Linked DNA regions of Sus scrofa: region 2 is linked to region 1. The links are chromatin contacts, called in public promoter capture Hi-C maps. All regions are on one chromosome and are shown on one strand. The core of a region is the stretch at or near the end of the contact, and the rest is flanking DNA. Distances in the headings are between cores, read along the strand shown. Region 1 holds the start of DNAJC24 (dnaJ homolog subfamily C member 24). Region 2 holds the start of ARL14EP (ARL14 effector protein).

Evidence for each region. Promoter capture Hi-C pulls out the DNA fragments that hold promoters and counts their contacts.
Region 2: a promoter capture Hi-C map of liver shows a contact between it and region 1, with 5 times the contacts expected there. The contact joins the promoter of ARL14EP here to the promoter of DNAJC24 in region 1. A contact is called at or near these places in 1 of 5 promoter capture datasets (liver) and 1 of 2 datasets of contacts at active chromatin or transcription factors (alveolar macrophages).

The regions. Positions count from the first base shown.
Region 1 is chr2:29,362,406-29,367,220 of Sscrofa11.1, reverse strand. It overlaps DNAJC24 (dnaJ homolog subfamily C member 24), which reads left to right and starts at 1,977. Exons shown (of 4, transcript XM_021085296.1): 1 at 1,977-2,121; 2 at 2,950-3,093. The coding sequence starts at 2,983. LOC100517025 reads right to left here and starts at 2,040. Exons shown (of 41, transcript XM_021085289.1): 1 at 1,913-2,040.
Region 2 is chr2:30,309,197-30,314,517 of Sscrofa11.1, reverse strand. ARL14EP (ARL14 effector protein) reads left to right here and starts at 2,935. Exons shown (of 4, transcript XM_021083230.1): 1 at 2,935-3,072.

The DNA.
Region 1 (4,815 bases), core at 728-3,227:
GCTTACATAGTATTTCTATTGGACTGTACTGCCCTAGAATCTGAAAAAAAAAATGAAGGAAAGTTAATGAGAAAGTATTCACGTAAAAAATGTTTAAAGAAGTTTATTCTAATATAAATAAACAGATAAATTCAGGTTGTAAGACAACTGATCTGTGTTTCAATAATCTAATGGCAGGGAAAAACAAAACCATAGTAGTGGAGAATTGGAACTGCTATAGTTCAAAAGATATTTAAGAGACAGAAAAACAAAATGAAATGTGTAGACTTTGGATTCTGAGTCAAGCAAACTAACCATAAAAAGACATTTCTGAGACAACTATGGAAATATAATAAGGACTAGATATTGAACAACATCAATGAATTACTGATCATTTTTGTGGAATAATGATATGATGGAGAGGAAAGAAAAAGTTGCAAAAATATGCTTTGGGATGCAAACCAAAGTATGTTGATATGAAGTGACAAAACACTTGGGATCTTCTGGGGACAAAAAAAAAGTAATTCTCTCTAATCCAAATAAATAAAAAATACAAGTATTAAAAAAGTAAATTGAGAAAACTAAGTTACTCTGATTAGGTTTTTAGAATTCTGTTCAAAAAAGGGAATAAAAGACATAACGTGATGCCTTAATAGAATTATAAATCAAAATAAGGTGCTCTTGCTGTAAAAATTGGATGACCTGAATCCAACGAAGAAGGAACCTGCAGTGGAAAAGGGAAGTTTAAGGGCTAGAAAAATTCAAGAGGTACCATTCTGACAGCACTGTATAAGAAGGTTTTCAGAATAACAGTTCTGTCATTTTAGGTATCCTTAGGGCCACAAAGAAGTTATGCTGGAACCAGGACTGAACACCAGATTCTCTGACTTAGTTTAACGCTGTCTGCTTTTAAATATCCTATGTTTAAAACCCAATGGAGAACCTAATTTAAACTTTTCCCTTGAGATTTTTACACTTTCCTATATCACTCAGTTTTTCTTTTATAGTTTCTAACATCATTCAATAACTGACCATATCAAAATATCTTATTTATGTACTTAGGGTTTGTCTTCGCAGCTTCTCAAAATGAGATTTGGTAGAAGAAAGATAAAAAAGATAAAGGAAAGCAAATCTAAGCAGTAACAAAACTACCTCAACATCTCCAAGTGAAAATTATATCATGCTGCCAAGCAATAAAATGCATTTTTTTTCACCTCCAGGCACAATGCAAACAAGGTTGGTCAATACTGGGTAAGCGGAACAGAGATTTGATAATAAAAGGGAACAACAGAACGAATGAACCAAGAGAGAAGTAAAAAGTAACAACAGCAACCAAAAAACTTAACAGTGCCCATTGGAGTGCCCAGCAACTGCCTCAAAAAGAGAGTATTATTCTGCTTTTTCCGTAAGCTTTAAAGATAGCATAGCTGCCCTGGCAATAGGTAGACTTGCTGAGTGTGAAAGGACTTTTAAAATTTCTCATTTTTTAAGTCGGTTGCTAAGATCCAAAAAAACAATAATAATTACGTTGAACATCTTTTCCAGAAGAAAAAAAATACTGAAACTGAATAAGAAAAACGTTGCTCAGCATAGGTTTTAGCTCCCTTCATTTTGGAATGAGAACATTAGAAGGCACGTGTGGGGACAAAGGCGAGTCAGAGCTCCTCAGCGTTCTCTTCATCCCCACCCCCCCACCCCAGCATCCCCACCCCCACCCCATCCCATCCCCAGCCACGGTACTACGTTCGCCAACCACAAAAGGACTGGGAGCAGCGCTGGGTAGGGTAAGCGGAGGAAGCTTTGGGGAAGGCGGCGAAAGCCTGGTGGCGGGGGGTGCTCTCTGAGGAAGAGGAGAGAAGCGACAGTCGGGAAGCCAGGACAGGAGTGAGTTAGAAAAAAGAAGAATGCCTTTTTCCACAGCTCCGGCACTTACTGATGACAAACGCCCTGGAAAATGCCACTGGGTTACCATAGCGACCGCGTCCAGAGGGCGGAGCGGCGCTTCCGATCGGAGCCTCAGCCTGGGCGGCTCGACTAGAAACGTGATCACGTCAGGGCAGTGACTTCCGGCGGAAGCAGAAGCCGGTTCCGTGGTTAGACAGACAGCCGTAGCAGTGGGCTTTAATGGCTCTGCTAAGTTTGGTAAGTTTGCTAAGAGGCGAATCCAGGGTAGGGTGCTGACCTGTGGAGGCCGAGGATTTCCGAGTCCCAATTTTAGGAAACCCCGGATGTCTCGTTGAACTCATTGCTGCGGGAAGAGGTTGCCTGGTTCTGGGGCTTCTGGCGGGCTGTGTTTCGGGAAGCAAGCTGGAGGGCTGCGGTATCCTTCAGTGAACAGCTTCAGGCGCTCTTTGCGTGGTCTGAGCGCGTCTCCTCTGCCCAAGGGACTGTTGCTCTCTACCTGCCGCTGCTGACGAGCTGTTTCACCTGTTATTCTTTTAAGGTAATCTGGAAGAAAAGAGGTGAACTGGAAAAATTAGGAGGGAATGCTCCCAGATTCATGTTAATTCTTTGGTGTTTTGTTTTGCTTTTAGGAAATATTTACTCATTTTGTAAACATTAATTAAACTCTAGTGTGTTTGCTGAGCACTTACTGTGTGTCGCTTTTACCAAGAAACTAGCGGAAATACTAGCAGTCATCTAGCAGTCATCCACTGCTCCGGATCATTATCGAATTTTTTTTTTCTTTCTCTCTCTCTCTTTTTTTTTTTTTTTTTTTTTTTTTGCTTTTGTATATTCATTAATTTAAGATATAAGCGTATATCATGAAACATCTAATAGGTTTTCCACACTTGTCTGTATACTTACCCATGGAATTCTTAGCACGTTTTAAAATTAAAAGATACGCTTCTTCAGGTTTGCACTGTAATCATGATTTACTCAAATATGGAAGAACTTAGAAAAACGGTTCCTTGTTATTTCTTAGATACACGCAAATCGTAATGAATTGTCATCAATTTTTCTATTCAGCTGATCTGAGAAGGCTCATTTCTTGTTGGATGGATGATGGCATTTGAGCAGATACCAAGAAAGGATTGGTACAGCATTCTAGGGGCAGACCCATCTGCAAGTGTGTCAGACCTAAAACAAAAGTATCAAAAACTCATATTAATGGTAAGTCGTTTTCTTTCAGATTCTAAATCATTGGGGGCCGGGGGATCAGTTTTTTTAGGTGACCAGAAATTTAGGTTTCCATAAAATGAATAAATGATATCAAAGCAGGAATCAGAGGGAGTTCCTGTTGTGGCTCAGGGGTAAGCAATCCGACTAGTATTCATGAGGATGCCCTTTCAATCCCTGGCCTCTCACAGTGGGTTAAGGATCCGTCGTTGTGAGCAGTGGTGTAGGTCAAAGATGCTGCTCAGATCTGGCATTGCTGTGGCTGTAGTGTAGGCCGGCCTCTGCAACTCTAATTTGACCCCTAGCCTGGGAATTTTCCATATGCCACTAAGTGTGCTCTAAAAAGAAAAAAGCAAAAACAAAAACAAAAAAAGATTGATCAGAGTATCAATTTGATTAGTTGAAACTTTCAGTGAAAGAAAAAAAGTTGATTTGAGATGGGCTAGCATGATGGTTTGGACCAGATCTGAGTCATGCTGATTGAGTCATCCTGATTCCACCACTAACTTCCTTGAGAAATTGGACAAGTTATTTTCTCCTGTATGTTCCTCAAGAAGGATTAAATGAAATAATCTTTGTAAAATTCCTTGAAATGTGCCATGTAATAGTCAACATTAGTATCCCATAGACCCTAGCTAACAGTGGCTATTAACGCACTTGAAACTTGGCTAGTCCAGAATGAGATGCACTGTTAGTGTAAAACACACATTGGAATTTGAAGACTTAGTACCAAAAAATAATATATAATAATCAAAAATTTTTATGTTGATTCAATATTGAAATGATAATATTCTGGATATGTTATTTTGGATATATATTTCAGAATATATTACATTTTGCTTATTTTATATATATTATTTGCATATTTTTACAAATACAATAAGTATTATCAAAATTGATTTCATCTGCTTTCTATTTTAATGTTGCATATGTGGCTTGCATTTATAGTTTGCATTGTATTTTTATTGAAAAATACTGATTTAGGTCAAACACTCTTCACCTGACTCCATTCTTTTGTGAAATGAGTTGTGATATTTATAAATAGATAATATCTTTCCCAACTATCATATTAATTTTTTTCAATCTATATTCTGAGATTTCTTAAGCAATGTCAGTAACTATAATGGTGTCTGGTTAACTCAGTTTATGAAAAAAGTAGAAGAGTATTACTTATATAACATCAGTTCTTTCTCTAGTTTTTATCAAATCTATGAGATTTTGTCATAGCTTACTATTTATTGTGAGAGACACTGTTTAAATGTTATTATCCCTGCTTTAGGTAGTAGTTGAGCTAAATGATGTTAAAGTTTCTTTTGTTTCAAAATGTTTAAGATTTCTGTCACTAAAATCAAGTAGACTTTTGAAAAATTTCTTCATCCTTGTGCCTTATTTAACATGGATATGAGGCTGGAGAGGTAGGTCTAGATCATGTGGGCAGGGCCTTGTAGCCATGTTGGCATTCTTTCGACAAGAAGAAGCCCTTTGCACTTAATGTGGTAACATCTGTCAAACATCAGACAAAATGAATGAACCATTTTGCATACCCTCTAGTAATGTATCAGAGAGTTCTAGTTGCTCTACATCTTCACCAACATTTGATGCTATTACTCTCTTTCAATTAATCTGTTAAGGGTTTTTCAGTTTTGCCATCACTGACGTTTGGGGCAGGATAATTCTTTACGTGGGGCTGTCCTGTTGATTGTATGATGTTTAGCA
Region 2 (5,321 bases), core at 1,686-4,185, 950 kb before region 1:
TGAGGGGTTCTCTTGTGCACTACTGGCTGTTTAGCAGTTTTCCTGTCCTCACCACACTAGGTATCAGTAGCACCCTTTAGCTGGAATAACCAAAAGTGTCACCAGACATTACCAAATGTCTTGGCAACAAGGGAATCACCTCTTCTCTACAGAGCCACTATCTTCATTGATCAAAGTCCTCATTTTCTTTTTTTTTGTCTTTTTGCCATTTCTAAGGCCGCTTCTGCGGCACATGGAGGTTCCCAGGCTAGGGGTCTAATCCAAGCTGTAGCCACCGGCCTACGCCAGAGCCACAGCAACGCAGGCTCCGAGCCGTATCTGCAACCTACACCACTGCTCATGGCAACACCAGATCCTTAACCCACAAGCAAGACCAGGGATCGAACCCACAACCTCATGGTTCCCAGTCAGATTCGTTAACCACTGAGCCACGACAGGAACTCCAAAGTCCTCATTTTCAATCACCTGCATTAAGGCAAGAGATTCCATCTGGCCCTCCTGCCCAGGACTTTACCTTGTCCCTATTCCCCACACTCCTTAGAGTTTTGCAGTTTTCTCCAGGATAAAATCTATATCTCTAATAAGGCAAAAAAGGGTATTATCTTTCCTCTACTTACCTCGCTAGCTTCCTACCCCAGCTATATTGAATTCCTTGCAGTTTCCTGAAGGATGGATGAAAGTCAGAAGAAGCGTTACTCAGAAGAGGTGTTAAGTACACTGGGAGCTTATGAGATAAATGCAAAACTCCTAGGATATTTTATATATAGCGTATGAGTAAGCATGTACTTTGTGAAACATAGACAGAATTGTGTTAAACACACATTGTAAGTTAGTAAACTATAAGGCATACCAAAGTTAAAATAAATCAAAAATGTGATGGAACAGAGCGTCATTTTTAGTCAAAAAGGAATGAAAAAACTAAGATATAAATAATCACACCATCTCTGGGATGCCAGTTATGTCACCCCTAAATCAGCCATTCATAGGTGGCATCTAGTATAGTCTCATAAATGCTCTAGCCAAGAAATGCAAATAAAATTGATGTCTGTTCATCAGGCTAATGAGTAAGTTCTGGTTGGGGCCAAGCACATTGGTCCTGTATAGAACCTACAGAGCAGGTGTGTATCATTGGTGCAAAGCACTTCCACCTGTAGGCCTTCTTTCTGTAACCTCTAGTCTTCACAAGCATATGAGCAGTGGAGAAGGCTGATGTGGCCAACAGGGCACATGAACACTGCATAACCCATGACTCAGCTGATGTTGCCCTTGCACTTGCCCCCCTCTTAGCTTAGGTGCATTAACTTACTCCCCAACTCTTTCCCCTTGCTTTTCAGGGGATATTTAAATTGATCCAGTAAGCCATGTTATTCAAGCATCTTAATTTGGTCTGGGAGCTCTGTAGTTCATTACCTCTAAGATAGACTTCCCAATAGTGTACCTGGAGGCCACCACTGCATCAAGCAGTTTTCCATAGGACAACTCAATTCAGGCATTAATCTCCTCCCAGAATGCCCCTGCTTTAGCACTTCTTCTTTTATCCTGTTCATATCCTTATGTTTCCAAGATGACATTTACCACACCACAGTGTGATTAACTATTTATTCCTCTGTCTCTAGCTAGTCTGTGAGCTCTTTGAAAGCAGGAATGTTTCATTCTTTTTCTCTTTTTTCTCTCCTTATAACTTAGCAAAGTGCCAACCACAAAGTAACTATTAAAAGAACTACAGAATGTCACCTCCTACAGGCACAGTTGAGGGGATTACCCATTGTTCTTGCCTTTCTCCCACTCCTCACTTCTAAAATTGGTGTAACTTAGCAAGTAGCAAAGCCCTGCTTGGTTGCAAAGCAGCATGGAGGTGCTAGGGAAGGACCATAGGTTCACTGCAAAAAACAACTTACAGTATGTATACATAGTATTGCTACCAAGCGTGGGTTTTGGTGAATCTTATTTCCCTGTTTCACATTTTTCGTTTGGCTGGCTAAAAAAAGCAATTAGGGGCAGGGGTGGGGTGGGGAGGTTGCCGGGTAGGGGTGGCCTGTAATATCTCCTCCTACCTAGACTTGAAGCTGGTTGAAGGCTGAGGCCCACCAGGCTAATGATCTAGGGTTCTCAAAGATTCTAGATTGGTAAAATCTGCTTTAAAAATTAATGTGCTAATGCTATAAAACTGGGTTGTGATGAACGTTGTAAAATTATAAACATAATAAAATTCATTGAGTTAAAAAAAATCAATGTGCGTAGAGTTCCCATTCTTGCTCTGCTGAAACGAGCCAGACTAGTATCCATGAGGATGTGGGTTCAATCCCTGGCCTCACTCAGCGGCCTCAGATCTGGTCATTGCTGTGGCTGTGGCGTAGGCCAGCAACTTAGACCCCTACCTGTGGCCCTAACAACAACAAAAATTAATGTGCTCCTAAATTAGGACAGTAGGAATACAGGAACGATAGTGTTGTGGGTTTTTTTTTTTTTTTTTTTCCCCTCAGAAAATTTGCAAGCATCATCCCGGTGTCTATACTTTTCTCAAAGGAATAAACAAAGCTTTTTTTTTTTTTTTTTTTTTAGTTTATAATAAGGGAGATGCATTTTTGAAATATATTTAGCTTGACTGAAAAAAATCAAAGAAAACGTGGGCCCTTTAAAGGTCTTGAAGTCCTTTTAACTCATTTACTATTTCAGGGATTCGGAGGGTTGGGAAGCAAAAATATGGCATTACGCACAGGCGTAGAGATTCGCGAACAAATTACATCTTAGCCGAATATGTATCTTGTAAAAGGTGGTCCCAGACACCTCCCAACTACAAAACGTCTGAGAACGGTGAGCAAAATGTCGTCACCCTCTGAAGTAACTATTGCCTCACCTTGAATCACTCGCCAATCCACGTCGTCCCGCCCCTTCCGCCCCGGAGGCGGCCAGACTCGGTTCCTCTCTAGGCTTCTCCCGGGCTTCTCTTTATGGTAGCGCTGGGCCTCTCTAGCCCCGCTCGCCGTCCTCTCGATGGTAGCGCCGGGACAAACTGAAAAGCCGGCGGCCAAGGCAGCTCTGAACCCCAGTGGAGGAGAGTTCACGCTAGAGGTAGGAAAGGGCTTGGGGTGGCTCTGGAGAGGATCAGGGGCGTGGAGAAGGATCCCTGGGTGGGAGGGGGACCACGGGCCGGGAGGAGAGGGAGGAAGAGGAGTCCGATGCGTGAGGTGGATTTTCAGCGGCTCGCTGGGGCCTCCGGCAGCCTGCCACCCTGCAGAGACTCCCTCTTCTCCCAGTTCCTCTGTGGCCCCTGGTGTCAAGGCCCAGCACGGTTTCTGCTGCACCTGTCGACCCCACGAGGTGTCGACTGTCTTCGGGAGACCCAGAGCCCTCCAAACTTTGACTTTGGCTTGTCATGGTCACTTGAGAGTTTTGGTGGCCTAGAACCCCGTCCTCAGCTCGTAATCTCTGTTCTTTGTTTTTTATTTTTCAAATCGGAACCCTCCCAGCCGTAGCTGTTTGGTTGAGGCTGAGGCTGGATGCTGAATGGTTGGGGTTTTTTTGTTTTTTTTTTCCGTCCTGGTAGCATGAACGTAGTAGGTGCTCATATGACGTGTTTCTGATGGCTTGAAACTTTATGATATGGCCCTGAAATAGGGACGTTATGCTTGTGACTACAGGGTTGAGGTGGGAATAATTGCAGGTCTCTGGACACCTAGTCCCATGTTGATTTGGGGAGATTCAGGCTTCTTGGTGTGAGATTCTGGCAGTTAAGGAGCATGTATTCATTGGAAAGGTGTTAAGCACCTACAAAGCCCCAGTAGTGTGCTATTTAGAGAAACTGCTGCTGTGAACAGGACCCACGTGATTCCTTGCCCCCTAACGGAGTTTAACATACAATAAAAAAAAAAATCTAACAAGAAGGAAGAAAGCCTCTGATGAGTGCTAAAAAAAAAAAAGGGAAGTCCCGGAAGTTACTCTTTTGCCTTGGGTGATAAAAAATAACACCATATAGCTCCTGTCTTCCAACAGCTGAGAATAGAATAAAAGTTTCAAACTTTTACAAGATTAAGAAGGACCTATAAGAATAACTTGGGGAAGGCACAGCAGAAAGATGAAGACGTTGGCACTTTCCTGAAGGACAAGTTAGCATTGCCTGGCACAAAGAGCCAAAGGCTTTCCCAGCAAAGAGGACTGTTTAAAGACAAAATGTAAAGAACTTTGCCGGTAGTGTAGTTTGACCTGGAGTGTGTGACATTTGAACAAGTCATGAGAAGCTCAAGAGTTCAGACTTTGTTTTCTAGGAAGAGGTGAAAGTGTTTTCAGCAGTCACTTAACCAACATCTGTAGTGTTAAATACTGTTTGACAATTTTGACCATATTCAGAAGTAAGGTAGAGAAATGAGAGCTGTGCTCATTCCTCTTGGTCTGGAAACAGTCTCTTAGTTAATTCTTTTCCGTTTGACCTTTAATTTACAGACCATAGGAATGGAGACAAATTACAAACGGAGTTTGGAGACCTGAAGGGTTTGTTGAATTGTTCCAAATATGAAGAACCGTAGGCAGTATGTGGATGGGTCTTATTTTTTTATTCATACATCCACCTTATCTGTGTCTTTTGATTTGGAGCACTTAGTCTATTCTATTTACATATGTACTTACTGCCATTACGTTGATTGTTTCCGGTTGTTTTTATAGTTCTCTTCTTCTCTCCCCTTGTGGTTTGATGGGGTTTTGTTTGTTTGTTTGTTTGTTTTCAGTGCTACAGCTTCTTTTTACTTTTGTGTATCTTTTGTAGGTTTTTGGTTTGTGGTTACCATGAAGTTCCTATATATAGATCTCTAAATATATATATATCAGTTTATGTTAAGCTGATCCTTGCTTAAGTTTGAATGCTATAAAAGCACTGGGAGTTCCCGTCGTGGCACAGTGGTTGGTGAATCCGACTAAGAACCATGAGGGTGCGGGTTCGGTCCCTGCCCTTGCTCAGTGGGTTAACGATCCGGCGTTGCCGTGAGCTGTGGTGTAGGTTGCAGACGCGGCTCGGATCCCGCGTTGCTGTGGCTCTGGCGTAGGCCGGTGGCTACAGCTCCGATTCGACCCCTAGCCTGGGAACCTCCATATGACGCGGGAGCGGCACAAAGAAATAGCAAAAAGACAAAAAAAAATAATAATAAAATAAATAAAAGCACTGCATTTTTACTCTACCCCTCCCCCATGTTTTATGATTTTGGCATATATTTTACATCTTTTTCTTTTGTGAATTTCTTAATTCTTGATTATAGTTGATTTTACTACCTTTTGTTTTTTAACTTTCATACTTGTTTTAAGTGGCTGATTCACTGCTTTTACTATATATT